2 separate regions of the Hordeum vulgare genome follow, and region 2 is linked to region 1. A link is a contact called in public HiChIP or PLAC-seq data. All regions are on one chromosome and are shown on one strand. Each heading gives the region's core, a stretch centred on a gene start, on an enhancer-like site or on the middle of the called end of the contact. The rest is flanking DNA. Distances are from core to core; before and after follow the strand shown.

Region 1 (2,700 bases), core at 180-2,679:
AGATTATGGAGGGAAAATGCAATTATAGATTTGTCAAAAGGCAACCTACACATTTTTCTTACATGTGTATGCCACTCTTGTCGTATCCTACAACACTTCTTCCGCAATTCAAAATTTCACAACATATTTGATTCACTTTGATTTCATCCCTAATAATTTGGCCAAAACTTTAGTCGCATTGACACTTAGATTGATAGAGCATCTAATACATATGTGTACTATAAACCAATTAGCTAATAGTTGCAACGAAGATTGGATTCGCCAATGGGGCCTAGTTGCAACCACGGTCATGACCATCACGGTCACCACCTTCATAGTTGCGGGTGGTGTGGGCGGGGTCAACTGGGGATGCGACAATGCGGGTCTCGATGCCCTGAAGATGGCCTCGACCCACTCGTCCCAGACCGTCCATGCTTTCGTGGCGGTGACATCGTGAGTCTCGATCCTTCAGAAGATGGCCTCGACGCGGTCATCCCATGTCGACCATACTTCCGCATCGGTGCGGGCGAGCTTATACTGCTAAGTCTCCACCGCTCAGTTTCCATCTCACCCCTCGCGACCTTGATAGGGTCCACTTTTCAGGTGCTTCGAGAAGGGGTCCAAGGCATCCACATGAAAATTTCTAGAATAGGTTTTGAAGGGGAAGAGGTGGAATGGAGGCAATCTCAAGGGATTTGGGAGGCGGGCAATAGGAGAGAGGGGCGCTAGCGGCGTCCTTCTATAGGTCGCCAACTTGCTATTAAGAGCAATCTGGGAGTCCGCCGACGGCGGACGACCATCAACGACACACTTTTCGCCAAACTAGTTCTCGCTCACAAGCCTCCCGACTGCTCATCGACACCTCCCCGCCTGTTTAGATGCAAGCAAGAAGATGATGCCGCATGATAACCATCTGTTGGACCAGTCATGGGATCCGATAAAGCATGCATGACAATAATGATTAGGTGCCTATCGTCGGTGGTGTGTGGGAGGCTGGGTTGTTTCAAATCCCTATCGCGTCACGTAAAAGGGAAGAATCTGAAACTCCCCTCCCACGTTGTGATCGGGTATGTAGCGCTCCATGGTGGACCTCCCGACCTCAAAATATGAACACTATGAGGTTGTTTATTAAGCGAGCTTCATAAATTATGACGATCAACAACCATATAGCGACTTCATTAAAATGTCATGTTAGCTCAAAAACAGCCTATTAACGGCTATTACGGCGATCGGAGTCATACACCGAACCTGCTAGAATTGCTCTAAGCAAGGTTTTCCTGACCCACAGGTCTGTGATAACCATGAGCGAGGTCGGCGAGGAGTGGCATGTCACAAAATCGCATGGTTGTCCGCACGCATCGCAGAGTCGATCGAGCGTACGGCAACTCTCCGTGGACACGTGCCGGACCGCTCCTCCCCGATATCCACCTTCGGTTTTCTGCCACCGTGCGTCCGTTCCCCACCCCAGCTCGCCCTCCCCTCCGCCGTCTCTTCCTCCTCCTCTCCTCTCCTCTCCTCTCCCCCCCTCTCTACTTTCTGGAGCCTAGACCCTTCGCACGGCACACGCATACGCACCTCACACCAAAACCACCGCTAATTCTCACCCTCCCCATCTCCTCGATTCGATCCGCCCCCCAAAAATCCCGAATTCAGCCGCACAGTACAGCCACGGATCCCCCATCGGCCCCGTTCCGCGAGCAAACCCTCAAAATTTTGCTGCCTCCGATCGATCCCGTGGTTGGGTAGGGTTGCGTTGTGGCGGCGGGCTGGGCTGGTGCCGCGCGTGCTCGTGAGGATTGGTCCGGGTGTTTGTGAGTTTGGGAGGCTCCTCCGCATGCGGCGGATTGGAGGCCGGACGACCGGTTAGGGTTAGACCTATGGGGAGCACCGGCGAGCCCGATCGGAAGCGGCGGCTCTCTGGCTCTTTCGCGCAGGGTGTTGACGCGGCACCTCCCGCCAAGCGCCCAGCGCTTCCGCCTTCCTCCGACGACAAGAAGGTATACGACTCATTCCAAGCCTCTTTAAGTAGTTCCCTGTTGTTAAGGTAGGCTACTGTGTGTAGACTTGTTATTACTTGAATTGTATTTCGATCGTGTATCAGGTATCCCAGGTCCACGAGCTTGCTAGGGTAGTTCATGAATCGGTAGGAGATTCTGAAATCTCATTAGCAGTCATTTTACCTCGCAAAAATAGTCATTTTACGTAGGGCTACATGTCCGTTGAAGTCGGCTTTGGCAACCCAGTTGCGTGTTGCATGCACGTCCTACTATAACGGTTGGCATGCCCTTACTTGTTCAGCCGCAATTTTACCTCACCGCAAGGTTTGGTGCACAACATCTTTTCTTACCTTAGCCAGACCTAAAAGGTCTTGCTGAAATTGTTCACAACACTAGTCGAATGCCCGTGCGTTGCCATGGTACAACAAACTTAGACAGAGAAATATTTACTAAAATATCATGGAATATAAGTGTGTTGCGACCCATATCATTCCGTTCTTGCAAAAAATCGAGTTGACTCATACTCAACTTCCATGTGAACATATATATCATCATGATTTATCAAAAAGGGTACCCCGGTGTTTTTGACCAAATCTCGCATGACTTGAGGGACATTGACTTCACATTCGTTTTTTCTCTTCATCAACGTACCAACATCCTCTTCCCTTGGTCATAGCCCTCGTGTGCGTGCATTGTACACTATTATCATGAAGAGCTCACACTT
Region 2 (2,700 bases), core at 190-2,689, 470 kb after region 1:
GCATTTTCCACAAAGAACATTCCGTGATAAAGATAGTTTTTTGGTAGCACCATTGTACAGGTCTTCCAACGAAACCTTCATGGTATGCACCACATCTTCACCACGCTTTTGTCTGCGTCCTCTCGAGCTGCCCCCTTATAACCATAAATCACATGTAACTATGTAAGCACATATGTATTTAGTTCTCAAAAAGGGAGTGCAGATCTATTTAACTTCCACAAGGCAGGTTAATGGAACAGAGCAAAAAGAATTTCGTATCATAAAACTATTACCGCCAAAGCCGCCGCCCCCACCCCCAAATAGTTGTTCAAATATGTCAAAGGGGCTATGCATATCACTGCTGCCGCCGCCTCCCATCCCTTCTTTCAGTGCATCTTCTCCATATTGGTCATAAATTTCCCTCTTTTCAGGGTCATTAAGAACATCGTAAGCTTGTGCCAATTCTTTAAACTGCACAGATAAAAAAAGTGTCAACAAAAACCAATCTAACAACAGCAAAAGTAGGCAGATACAGAAGTGCCTGCCACCACACCTTCTCAGGGTCTCCACCCTTGTCAGGATGGTTTTTTATAGCAGCTTTCCGGTAGGCTTTCTTCAATTCATCCGGGGTTGCTGTCTTGGATACACCAAGCACCTCGTAATACTTGGTGTTGTTGCTAGTCTTCCTTGGCATGCGTCCAAACATGGCTGGTAAATGGGCTTCCTGGGAGAAGCTAACTTAAATGAGATCGCCAAGAGAGAAAAGCGCCAAATTCCAATATTTTTGCCAAAAAAGAAATCTATAGACAAGATTTGCAACTCTAAACATCGGCTGGCACATGTACAGCAGTAAAAGGCAGCACATTTAAGAAGTTTAATGGCAACAGGAATAGGTTACATTCCACAAACTACTAAGCGCTCAATCCTCTTTCTACGAAATCGGGACATGCATACGGATGGACTCTCTTGCCTAAACTAGTTCTCATAAAGGAAAGTGGCGTGCTGGCAAGTCCCAAGGCATCCTGTTAAATTAAAGAGTGGTACATAATAAGACGGTACTCGCAGGCATCTGGATACTAAGTCATGGCAAATCAAGTGAAACCACTACTACACCTATCTTATCCGCTCAGCCACGAATCTACTACATCTACAATCCCAGCACACAAATCGTTCGCCGCTCCTTGGATCCACCGGACAAAGCAAGATCGGAAAGCCAAACAACGCACAGATCGAGCAAGAATCGGTTTCTTTTCTCTAGAAGATAACACGTCCGCGATCTGCCCGGGCACTGAGACGGAGGAAACCACGAGAGATTTGTGGTTTCATGGCGGATCCTTACCTGGCCGGCGGCGCCTAGGGTTTGGACGACTCGGCGACGGGAGAAGCCGAGGAGAGGAAATCGTAGACGGCTCGAGCCAGAGGCGCAGGGAGAAAGAGGGCAGTCGCGACTGCGGTTGTTTGGCTTTAATACGGTCCGCCTATGCTTCCTGCACAATTCTTGGTGGTGTGAATAGACCGACCGTGTGGAACGGAGACCACCGGAATCGGGTGTGGTATGGGCTCTACTATTAAACGGGATGTGCCGTCGCGATGGTTCGACCAGAGCGATGGTTCGACCTCTTGATCTCACCTCCCCACTTCCTCCTGCTACCACTTCCATCGATTTTTATCATCCCTTCGTAAACCAGGCGATTAAATAAAAAAATCTCTACTATTAAAGGAGATGTGCCGTCGTGATGGTTCGACCAGAGCGATGGTTCGACCTCTTGATCCCACCTCCCCACTTCCTCCTGCTACCACTTTCATCGATTTTTATCATCCCTTCGTAAACCAGGCGATTAAATAAAAAAACCTTTGTCCGATCCTTCTATCCACGCCCATAAAAAACCAATAGAAATGGGGGAAATCCCACCACCCATGAACGCACGTTGCGCACCCATCTCCCCGACCCGGTCGCTCCAGCCTCCAGATCACGTCTCTCTCCCCGTGGTTACATAGTGAAGCCGAATTAGACTGGATCGATGGATCCAAGCCCTTCCATCTCATCGTTCTTCACCGAGTCCAGGAGGATCTCGACGCGCGAAGGGAGACGAGTAGGAGCGCCGTGTCCTCCGGCAGCGATGAAGGAGGCCCAGGTAACCCTATCTCCCTACCCTCTCTCCAACCCATCTTCTCCCTGTAGCCTGTACTGGCGCATCCACGCGTTCTCCTCTCCCATATGGCATGGACCAGCGAGTGGCAACGGGTGGCGGTAGACCGGCTGGTGGCGCAACGGACGGCGGGACACCGACTGGTGGGTGGCGGCGCAACGGACAGCGGGAGATTGGTTGCTGGCATCGGACGGCGGGAGGCGCTGGGGATCGTGGGAGGAGCAGGTAGCTGTAGCCTGTCGTCGGTGGAAGCTCGACCGCTAGGATGCAGGAAGAGGGTGGGAGCGTGGTGCGCGATTGGAGGCGGAGCAGGCTGTCTTGCGGTTTAGCATCCACGAAGTGTCCGAGGCTGCAACATGCCAACACCCTTTGGTGTATAGGCAACCGCAGGAATGGAGAGAGACCTGAGCGGAAGGGGTATGGGATCGACTCTGCCATGGGCATGTTGTCTGCCGCTGCAGGCGGGGACTACGGTGGGGCCGTGGGGGTCGATTTGACGTGGATTGGATCGTTAACCATGGGATGGGGACCAGAGAATTTAGGAACTACGTTTGGATAATTGATCCTCAAT

What was found. HiChIP or PLAC-seq counts read pairs in DNA pulled down with a chosen protein or histone mark.
Region 2: a contact with region 1 is called in an H3K4me3 HiChIP or PLAC-seq map of embryo, with 5 times the contacts expected there. The contact joins the promoter of LOC123406297 here to the promoter of LOC123404399 in region 1. A contact is called at or near these places in 3 of 6 Hi-C or Micro-C datasets (leaf and seedling) and 1 of 1 datasets of contacts at active chromatin or transcription factors (embryo).

Annotation. Positions count from the first base shown.
Region 1 is chr6H:412,010,756-412,013,455 of MorexV3_pseudomolecules_assembly, forward strand. LOC123404399 (E3 ubiquitin-protein ligase BRE1-like 1) reads left to right here and starts at 1,430. Exons shown (of 19, transcript XM_045098320.1): 1 at 1,430-1,976. The coding sequence starts at 1,857.
Region 2 is chr6H:412,484,211-412,486,910 of MorexV3_pseudomolecules_assembly, forward strand. It overlaps LOC123406297 (chaperone protein dnaJ A6-like), which reads right to left and starts at 1,440. Exons shown (of 8, transcript XM_045099786.1): 1 at 1,319-1,440; 2 at 533-703; 3 at 273-450; 4 at 1-134. The coding sequence starts at 685.